Regions from separate parts of the Mus musculus genome. Here region 1 is linked to region 2. The links are chromatin contacts, called in public HiChIP or PLAC-seq maps. All regions are on one chromosome and are shown on one strand. The core of a region is the stretch at or near the end of the contact, and the rest is flanking DNA. Distances in the headings are between cores, read along the strand shown.

Evidence for each region. HiChIP or PLAC-seq counts read pairs in DNA pulled down with a chosen protein or histone mark.
Region 1: an H3K4me3 HiChIP or PLAC-seq map of forebrain shows a contact between it and region 2, with 5 times the contacts expected there. The contact joins the promoter of Tshz3 here to the enhancer-like site in region 2. A contact is called at or near these places in 3 of 39 promoter capture datasets (the 3T3-L1 cell line, hippocampal neurons and liver), 3 of 484 Hi-C or Micro-C datasets (cortical neurons, embryonic stem cells and stem cell-derived motor neurons) and 3 of 115 datasets of contacts at active chromatin or transcription factors (SST interneurons, embryonic hindbrain and forebrain).

The regions. Positions count from the first base shown.
Region 1 is chr7:36,694,995-36,699,419 of GRCm38.p6, reverse strand. Tshz3 (teashirt zinc finger family member 3) reads right to left here and starts at 1,302. Exons shown (of 2, transcript NM_172298.3): 1 at 1,131-1,302. The coding sequence starts at 1,170. Gm36722 (zinc finger X-linked protein ZXDB-like) reads left to right here and starts at 1,198. Exons shown (of 3, transcript XM_030243157.1): 1 at 1,198-3,563. The coding sequence starts at 1,310. The coding sequence ends at 2,557.
Region 2 is chr7:35,665,836-35,670,091 of GRCm38.p6, reverse strand. No RefSeq gene overlaps it. Among named protein-coding and RNA genes, the nearest start is that of Gm42379, 7.6 kb to the right of the region's middle. Within about 2 kb of position 1,266, at least 45 of the 459 cell types and tissues checked have an H3K27ac peak or open chromatin away from gene starts, as enhancers often do. A contact at or near this core is called in cortical neurons, forebrain and stem cell-derived motor neurons, where this site is marked.

The DNA of each region.
Region 1 (4,425 bases), core at 53-2,552, 1.0 Mb before region 2:
GAAAGAAGATTAAAGAAAAGGACTCCTAAGCAACCTTCCCCTTCAGGCAGCGTCTGAGCCTCTGCACGTCTGAGTGTTATTCATATCAAAATACATCACGTCCATATGTGGTCCTCTCTCGGCAAGCCGCCCCAAATCCCTGAAGTTGCACTGACAGGGCCCTCCTGACGTCACGGAGCTTGGCCTCACTATTGCAAGTGATTTATTGATGTTTATTGGGAATGAATAGATCAAAGGCACAGGCATGACGGGCGATCAATCAGTCATCAAATCAAGGGTGGCAACCGGCCAGAAACCCTTCTTCCAGCCAACGTGCCCCCAACCGACATTATTGCAAAATAATGTTATGTGTGTGGGTTTTGTTTTGTTTTCAATGAATCTCTTTTCCAGAAGGAAAAAAAAAAAAAAATCAGCTCAGTCCTAACAGGAGTTGACGTTCCTGGCAGAAAAAGAGAGGGAGGGGGGAGTACTCAGATATGTCCCAGAACTAAGTGCTAGAAAAGGGTAGGGAGCAGCAGCGGAAAGAGAGGGAGGGGGTAAGAAGACATTCAGGAATGGAGGAAATGTCAGCATCCAACACTGACCTGACAGTCATCTGACAATACCCAGACCCAGTGCGCTCTGGTTTCCACCGCTGTACCGGGTTTGGGCCCAATAAATGAAGAATCAATCGAATTAGCAGTAAGGTGGCCAGAGGGATCCGCTAGCTCACTCTTGCTCGCTCTGGTCCCGGTAGTCACCGGGTACTGCCCGGGACAACGCGGAAGATGTCCCAGAGAACTCAGGTGACCCCGCCCGCCCCCCACCAAAAGGCACGGGTTGGAGAGCGCCTTCCCCGCTGCAGCCGGATCGGCAGAGGCGGGGACCTAAGCCGGCTCGGTGGTCCCCAGGAGGGTGTGCGAGCCGGTCGAGCGAAGAACATAGCGGGGCAACTGGGGGGCGCGCGCACCCGGGCAGGAGAGCCCCGAGCCAGCCGGGCTCCCGGAGTTACTCAGCGCCCGCAGAGACAGACAGAAAATGAGAGAGAGGCGAGGAGTGCGGCGAGCAACGCGGGGGCCGGCGGCCCAGAGGCGCGGCGCGAGCAGAGGAAGAGGAGGAGGACCGGAGGAGGAAGGGGAAGCCGCTCGTACCTGCTGCGCGCCGGGGCGCCTGCTGCTTCCTCCTCGGCATGATGCTTCTCCCGCGACTGCCACCGCCGCCGCCGCCGCCGCCGCCGCTGCCGGGCTGAGCCGAGGGAGGGAGGGGCGGCGGGGGGGGGGCGAGGCGGGCCTGCTCGCAGCCTCCCCCCCGGAGAGCGGCCGCCCGCAGGATGCTGCTGCGCCCCGGCTCTCCGCGTCCCCCCCTCGCTGCGCTCCGCCGCGATCCCCGAACGTGCGGAGGGAAGGAGGGCGGGCAAGGGAGGCGCGGGGAAGGAGGAGCGCGAGGGGGAGGAGGAGGCAGAGGAGGAGGAGGAGGAGGAGGAGGACCGCGCTGCCGGCGGAATGGGAAGTTTGACAAATCGCTCCAGAGGCCCGAGGAGGAGGGGGCGGGGAGGAGCGGTCGCCCTGCCCCCCCCCCGCCCCGTCCCCAGACGAGGTGCGCGGGGTTCGGGGCTGGGGGGCGGGGAGTGAAGGAGGAGAAGGCGGGCAGAGAGATGAGAGGAGGAGCCCAGGAGCGACCCCGGTCGGTCCTGCCCCGCTTCCCGCCCCCAGGCAGGGAGGTCAAGGCATGGGGGGGGGGGGGGTGGAGGGGGGGCGCAGCCGCCGCCGCCGCGGCCCGGGGCTCAGCGGTCCAGTCTTCTGCCCACGGCGCGGCTGGAGCGGCGGCGTCGGCAACAGGCAAGCTTAAAGGAAAAGGAGATGATCGTGTCACTCGCCTGCCCGCGGAGGCGCCCCCAGCCTGGGTCCTGGCCCGGACGCCTGCCCAGGGCCCCCCGCCCAAGTCCAGACACCCGGAGCTGGCCCTCCGTCTCCGCCCCGAGCGCTCTCGCAAAGGCGCGGGGTCCGCCCTGCGGAGCGCGTCCCGGGGCGCCCACAGCCCCCGCCCATCCCTCTTCCCCACCCGGTCTCAACCCCGGGCTGCTCCCGGCTGCCCCTCCCGGCCCACACTCCTCTCCACCCGCCGCGTGCAGCCCCAGAGCGCTCCCCTAGTTGGGATGGTACCCCTATCAAAGATGCCAGGGCCCCGGGGGTGCCCTGGAGAGAAGATGTGCGGGCTGACATGGGTGTGGGCTCTGGGTCTTCCCTCCTGGGACCTACAGTGGCTACCTCCTTCCGTTCCCCCACCCCACCCCCGCCACAAACTTTCCCAGGCTTGTTTCGGGGGTAAGCATGGGAGGGGGCACCTCCAAGTTTCCTTTACTGACTTTGGGACGATCACCGTCTCAGCACCCCGCGTCTCGCCCCCTTGGGCTACTGGCCGCGCCCCCCACCCACTGCGTCGGAGGTTGCCAAGGCGGGAACGGGGGAGGGAGAAGAAACTCGGGTTCCCCTGCCCATCCCCCGCCGGGGTGCGCCCTGGACAGGGTACTGCCCCAGCCGCTCCCAGCTTAGGGGCAGTTCTGGACGAAGGGGATTGATTATTGATTGAGTGATTGGGGTCGCAGAGGCTCCGGGCAGACTCGGCCGATGTGCCCCGGGAAGGAGGCGGCTGGAAGGCTGCGGTGGCGACAGGGCGACGTGGGCTCACTTACTCTGGTGGTGAGGGCGCGGGTGGGCTGGAATTCACGCGGGCGACCCTCGAGCGGTGGCGGCTGAGCGCCAGCCAGAGCTTGAGAGGCGCGGGCGGCGGCGCATCGATGCGCTGCGGGCTCGATTGCGTCTCCCTGGGCCAGCTCTTAGGCCGGGAATGGGGCGGCCGCGGCGCAGCGGGCTCTGGGCGGCGGTGGCTGGGGTGGCCTCTGGGCCCCCAGCTCCCGGGAGCAGCACTATATCTGGGTGCTCCGGCTGGGACCCTGAAACCCACGTGAGCCCCGAGGCCCACAGTCTACCCGAGGGCCGGCACCCTGCGCCCCAGGACTAGCTGCCTGAGCGCACTGGGAGCTGCAAACCCTGGCCTTCCTTTCTTGCTTCTTTTTTTCTTCTTCTTCCTCTTATTTTAAACTTATTCTTCTCTTCCCTCTTATTCAGCCCTGTCTCTTTTTCATGCTTTCTTTGTGGTTGGTTTTTCAAGTTTGTTTTAAAAGTTCACAGCGTGCTTTCTTTTTCTTATAGACCAGGAGACCAAGATCTCACCCTACCGGTAAGATCAAAAGTCTCCGCTCGCCCCCGGCCGGCCGGCTTGGGCTGGGTCCAGACGCCTCCCTGAATGCAGATGTGTGGCTGCTGTCCTCCGGGGCTATAAAGCCGGCTCCAGCGCCTAGGCGCTCGAGAGTTGAGTTAACCCGGTGTGGATCCCGGGCGGAGTCGAGAGCCAGAAGCCGGCTGCGGCTGAGCTCCCGAGCTGCCTGTGTGTGTGTCGCGTACCCGTGGGTGGGTGCGCCTGGGGTGTCTGATGCCTGCGGCCTCAGAGGCCGAAGCAGCGTCTCCTCCAGGCCGTGGAGACGCGGGCCTCGGCGCGTAAAGCTTCTTGCGAGCGAGGGATCGGTGAGTCGTCTGGCCCCGCCGTTGGCCTTACGGTTCAGGTGGCCGCGGCGCCCCTCTGACCTGAAGGAGGGTCGTTGTCCCTGGAGGTCAGACCCAGAAGGTCTGGCTTACATTCAAAGCGGGGAGAGCCCATCTAGGCACGCCGGCGGCGGCGACGTGTTCATAGCGCTGGGTACCACGCACCGGGAGTTCGCCCAAAGGATGCTTCCCTCTCCCTTTGCTTTCTTTTGGTGCTCTCTCAACCTTCGTTCTCTCGCTGCCCACCCCCACCCCTCATACCCTCGTGCCGTGACCCAAGCGGCTCCCCTGTCGCCCGTCCTCACCCCTGCTTGCCAGTGCCTAGCCCTCCCTGCTCAGGCGCCGCGCACTGTGTGATCCGCCCTAACATCTGTCCGTCCAACCATTGGCGCATCCATCAGTGTCAATGGACTGCACATTGCAGCGACAGCCTGTCACGCACAACACGGGCTGTGCGGAGTGCACGCTGCGACCACACTGCCTTGCCCGATGGGGCACTCAAACAGACTCGGCCGTCTTGGCACCGCCTGGATTCCCATTTCTGCTGAGTTCTTTTAGCTACATGCACCCATTCACCTTTGGGGGATCCCAACATGTGCATAGTTTTTCAGGTCGTTCTACGGATGGAACATTGAAACAGCGAAAGTAGGCAAGGTCAGCCTACTCCTTATATTTCCCTAGGATTTATCTTCCCTTCTGCTGTAAGGTTGGGTGTAACTAAAAGAGAAGGGTTCCCCAAATTCTCACCCAACTCAAAGTAGACCCTGAAGCTACCTGAATGCTACCTGAATGCAGGACCTTAACTTCCTTAACCTGGCGAGGTACTAGGTTGTGGGGTTTGCCC
Region 2 (4,256 bases), core at 17-2,516:
GTCTTTGTGGGTACTGTGTGTGTGTGTGTGTGTGTGTGTATGTGTGTGTGTGCACACACACACATACACACACACACACACACACACACGGAGACACACTAATAGTTTCTTCTGCTACCTGAGTCACTTTTCAAATTTTTTTCAACATAATATTTTTATTGATTATTTGGGAGCCGCACATCATGGACCCCGATCAGGCTCACTCTCCAGTCCCTTCCATGTTCTCTCCTCCCCTTTGACCTCCTCGACCACCATCAAAAGGAAAAGAAGAAAGGGGGAGGGGGACAAAACAAAAAGACAACTCCATTTTCAGTGGTCCATATACTCACTGGAGCACTGTCAAACTCCCAATGGTCAGCTCCAAAGGAAAGCTGAGTTCTCTACCTGCATCCCCCGCCCTGGAAGCCATCAGCTGTTGAGAGCTACAGCAGGCATCGATATCTGCAAAACAGCTTCCTTGTCCTTTACAGTCAGTGAGAGCACGGATCCTGGGCTTCTACCTGGTTTCTGGCAACAGCATGAACCATGAACATCCACGTGGTCTCCAGCATCAGGACCTCTGCTTGGACTCTGGTGGGCATCAACAGGACTCTCTACTGAAATACAAGCCACAGACCAGCATGGCCTCCGGGAGAAAAACAGACCGTGGAGATCTTTTGAGGAAGTCCAATCCAGTACATGGACATTGCTCATCTCCAGCATCCTGTTGCTATTCAGAACCTGGGCGACCATGTGGCTGGGCAGCTTGTTTCAGGGCGGGGGTGGGGTTGGGGGTGGGGGTGGGGCTGAGTCCGCAGAAGCTTCAGGCTGTGGCACACCATCCTGCCAACCCTATTGGGTAAGGACCTGCTCCTCTCACACCTGTGTCTCCTTCAGTTCCGTCTGGTACACTCCATTCCATTCCTCTGTTTCCCGCCTCTCTGTCACGTATTGGTAACTCAGTGGCTTTGGAAGCTTCAGAGTGTCACAGAGTATATATACCCTTTTACCCAAATATCTGAGCATGCATATGTTCATTGGAATGAGTCTTTCGTCTGGTTCGAGGCCTCTGGTTTCTGCTACATCATCACTGCTGAACCCTCTCTGTCAATACTGAGACGGCTCACAAATCCTGTCGTTGCCTTGAGTGGTAGAGGTCCTGCAACTTTCTGATCGGCAGGACTGGCCCCTTCTGAACTCCAGCAGCTCAACATATTGATGTGGACCAACTCAAAGCCTGGGCCTGCCTGGTAGCTGAGTTGGTCAGCACTGGCCTTCGCTTGGGCCTGTGATGGGCGGAGCCAGCCCTCTCATGCGCAGCACCACTGCGGGCCAGGCCAGCAAGGCCACTTTCAGATTTTTAATCCACACATAATCTTGTGAGAATCTTGCAAGTGCAGATATCATTTCTCCCTTAAGAGAATAACTCATTGTTCTGGCAGTGTTGGTGGACCAGTCAAGGAACAAGCAACTTGCTATGGGCAGAGAGGGATGCTGGGCAGAGATGTGATCAAGAGTGTGTTGGGATGCCCAAACTTTTTCTTCCCCGACTTGGAGCCTGTATCTAAGAAGCACTGTGTATATGTTAAAAGGCTGAGTCCAGCCACAGAGAGCCTGCTTTCTTTAGGGACGGATGTGACTGAGTCCAAGATGCCACAGGGAGGTGGGGGAAGGCCATCCGATTGAAAGGAGTCTCCAAATCTCAGAAGAAAAACAAGAGTCCTCTCTACCCCCCACCCTTCACCCCCTACCCCGGGGAGGGAGCAAAGGGGGCTGGAGAAGTCCGCCTGCTGTGCCACTTCCATGGTGACCAACTTACAAAGCCAAGTCCTTTGTTTTCATAAAACTCAAATGCTTCCCTAAAGACAGAGGTTGTCATGGTAACTCTTTCAAAGCCAATGCCTTTACCAGAGAGCGGCGGTTCCGTTCTGTAGAATACTCTTTTCCAATTAAAACCCATCAGGCAAGCTGATCCTGGACTTAGACGTCAATCCCATTACATCACCTCTCGCTTTCATACCTGAGGGCGTGTGAGACCCAGGGAGACTCTGGAAAACAAGTTTGCCCGGCAATCAAAACCCAGGATGAAGGGCCAACAGGCGGCACCAGTCTGAACTGCATGGGAAGAATGACCAGCTGTCAAAATACTTCAAAACACACTCCATCACAAACACGCAAAGATACATGATTCTACGTTTTAATTTTTTTAGATTAGTTTATTTGATTATTTATATGTATGAGTGTTTTGCCTGCCTGCCTGTATGTATGTGCACCCCGTGCATGCCTGGTGCCTGTGGATTCAGAAAAGGACATCAGATCCCCTGGAACTGAGGTCACAGAGGGTTGTGAGCCATCATGTGGGTGCTGGGAATTGAACCCAAGTCCTCTGCAAGAGCATCCAGCGTTGTTAACCACAGAGAAAAATCTCCAGCCTGGTGTGACATGTTTTGTTTTGTTTTTTTAAGATTTGTTTTTATTTATGTGTGTGCATGTGTCTCTGTGTGGATGTATAAGCAGATGAGTGCCACGTGGTGCCCTCAGAGGCCAGGTGTCAGATCTCCTGGACCTGGAGTTATAGGCTGTTGTGAGCTGTCTGATGTGGGTGCTGGGACCCACACTCAGGTCCTCTGGAAGAGCAGTGTGCACTCCAGGCCTTACTTTCTCTTTAATTCTTGTTTTCTATGCATGCGTGTTTGCCTCCATATATTTACGTGAATCAAGTGTGTGCCTGGTGCTCTTGAAGGCCAGAAAAAGGCCTCAGATCTCCTGGATTGGAGTGACAAACTGTCATGTGGGTCCTGGGAACTGAACCCAGGTCCTCTGCAAGAGGTGCTCCTAGCCACTGAGCCAGCTCTCTAGCCCCCAGGGCACCTTGTGTAAAAACCTAGCAGTTACTGTTCAGACTAACCGTTTTACTGTGCGGATATGAAATAGCAACAGAAAACCACGACAGGATGAACGGTGGGATCGCTGTCACAGGATGCTACCACGCTTGTTTTTGTAAAACATGGAGGCATTCGGCAGCAAACTTGAACGCATGGAGTTGGCATTGGTGATGCACACAGAATTCCTGTTAAACACCTGTGTTAAAGAGGCTGGGACAGGAGGAGCCCAAGCTTAAGCCTCTATCTCAAAAACCAACAATTCTTGCACGTGCCCAGCAAGAACGCCGCTGCAACAGGATACTTCCACACACATTTATTGGGAGAGCTTGATTGCAGAGGCGAAGAGACCCCAAGCCCAGCACTGGCGCTGCTTATATAGGCCTAGGAGAGGCGTGTCTCACACCCGGATTGGTTATGCATGGGATGGCACATGTGGCTTCCCACAAACAATCACAACAACAAGAAGTGATACAATTCCCAAGCCTGGCCTTTCTCCATCTTCCTGTGTGCTTTATACACTACTGACTTTGATATCTTCAACCCACGGACCACAGTATTGGCCAGGGTGACCGCAGCATGTGCTGATTTAAGGATCAGCGACAAGGACTGATGTGATGGAGAAGCATTTTGGGCCCAATGGTACCGAGGCTGTGGTGTTCCTGGACCTCAGGGGCTTGTGGGGGTTGGGGGAGGGGGAGGAGTCTTCTTTCCAGACTTTCCAACCCCTATCTCCCAGGTTGAAGAGCATCATAGGAGGAGGGGCAGAGGGATGTGAGGGCTGGAGGATGGGGAGGAGGGCTGGGCAATGCCATCTTCAGGACAGGCCCTGGCACTGCACCCATGGACTCGGCAGCATCTAGTTCTCTGCACAGGATCACTCAACAGACAGAATTAAGTGGAAAGAGAGATGGGGAGAGTGTGTGTGTGTGAGAGAGAGAGAGAGAGAGAGAGAGAGAGAGAGAGAGAGAGAGAGAGAGAGGGAGAGAGAGAAAGAGAGAGAGAGAGGAGGGAGAGAGGAGAATATGAAGGGGAGAAGGAATCATTGGGGTGCAAGGGAGGAGTTGGGGGCTCCTGAGGGGAGTTGGGGAAGTGTAAGGGAGAAGTTTGGTATACACACAATCAAATATATGGTTTACATGAATGAAATTATCAAAGAATAAGTAAAAGATACTCTGTTAAAACGCGCACGCGCGCACACACACACACACTCAGGGTAAGTGCATAGAATGAAATAACAGATGATGGTTAGGAAGTTGCGGAAACTAGAAGGCAGATATTCCTTGATTGAAGGATATGTGTGTGCCTTTGAAGGGACACCTGGCCTCTGGTCCTCTGTCCCTCTGCTTCCCAGCTGCCATTCTCTGAGACACACACATTCTCTGTGATAACTCG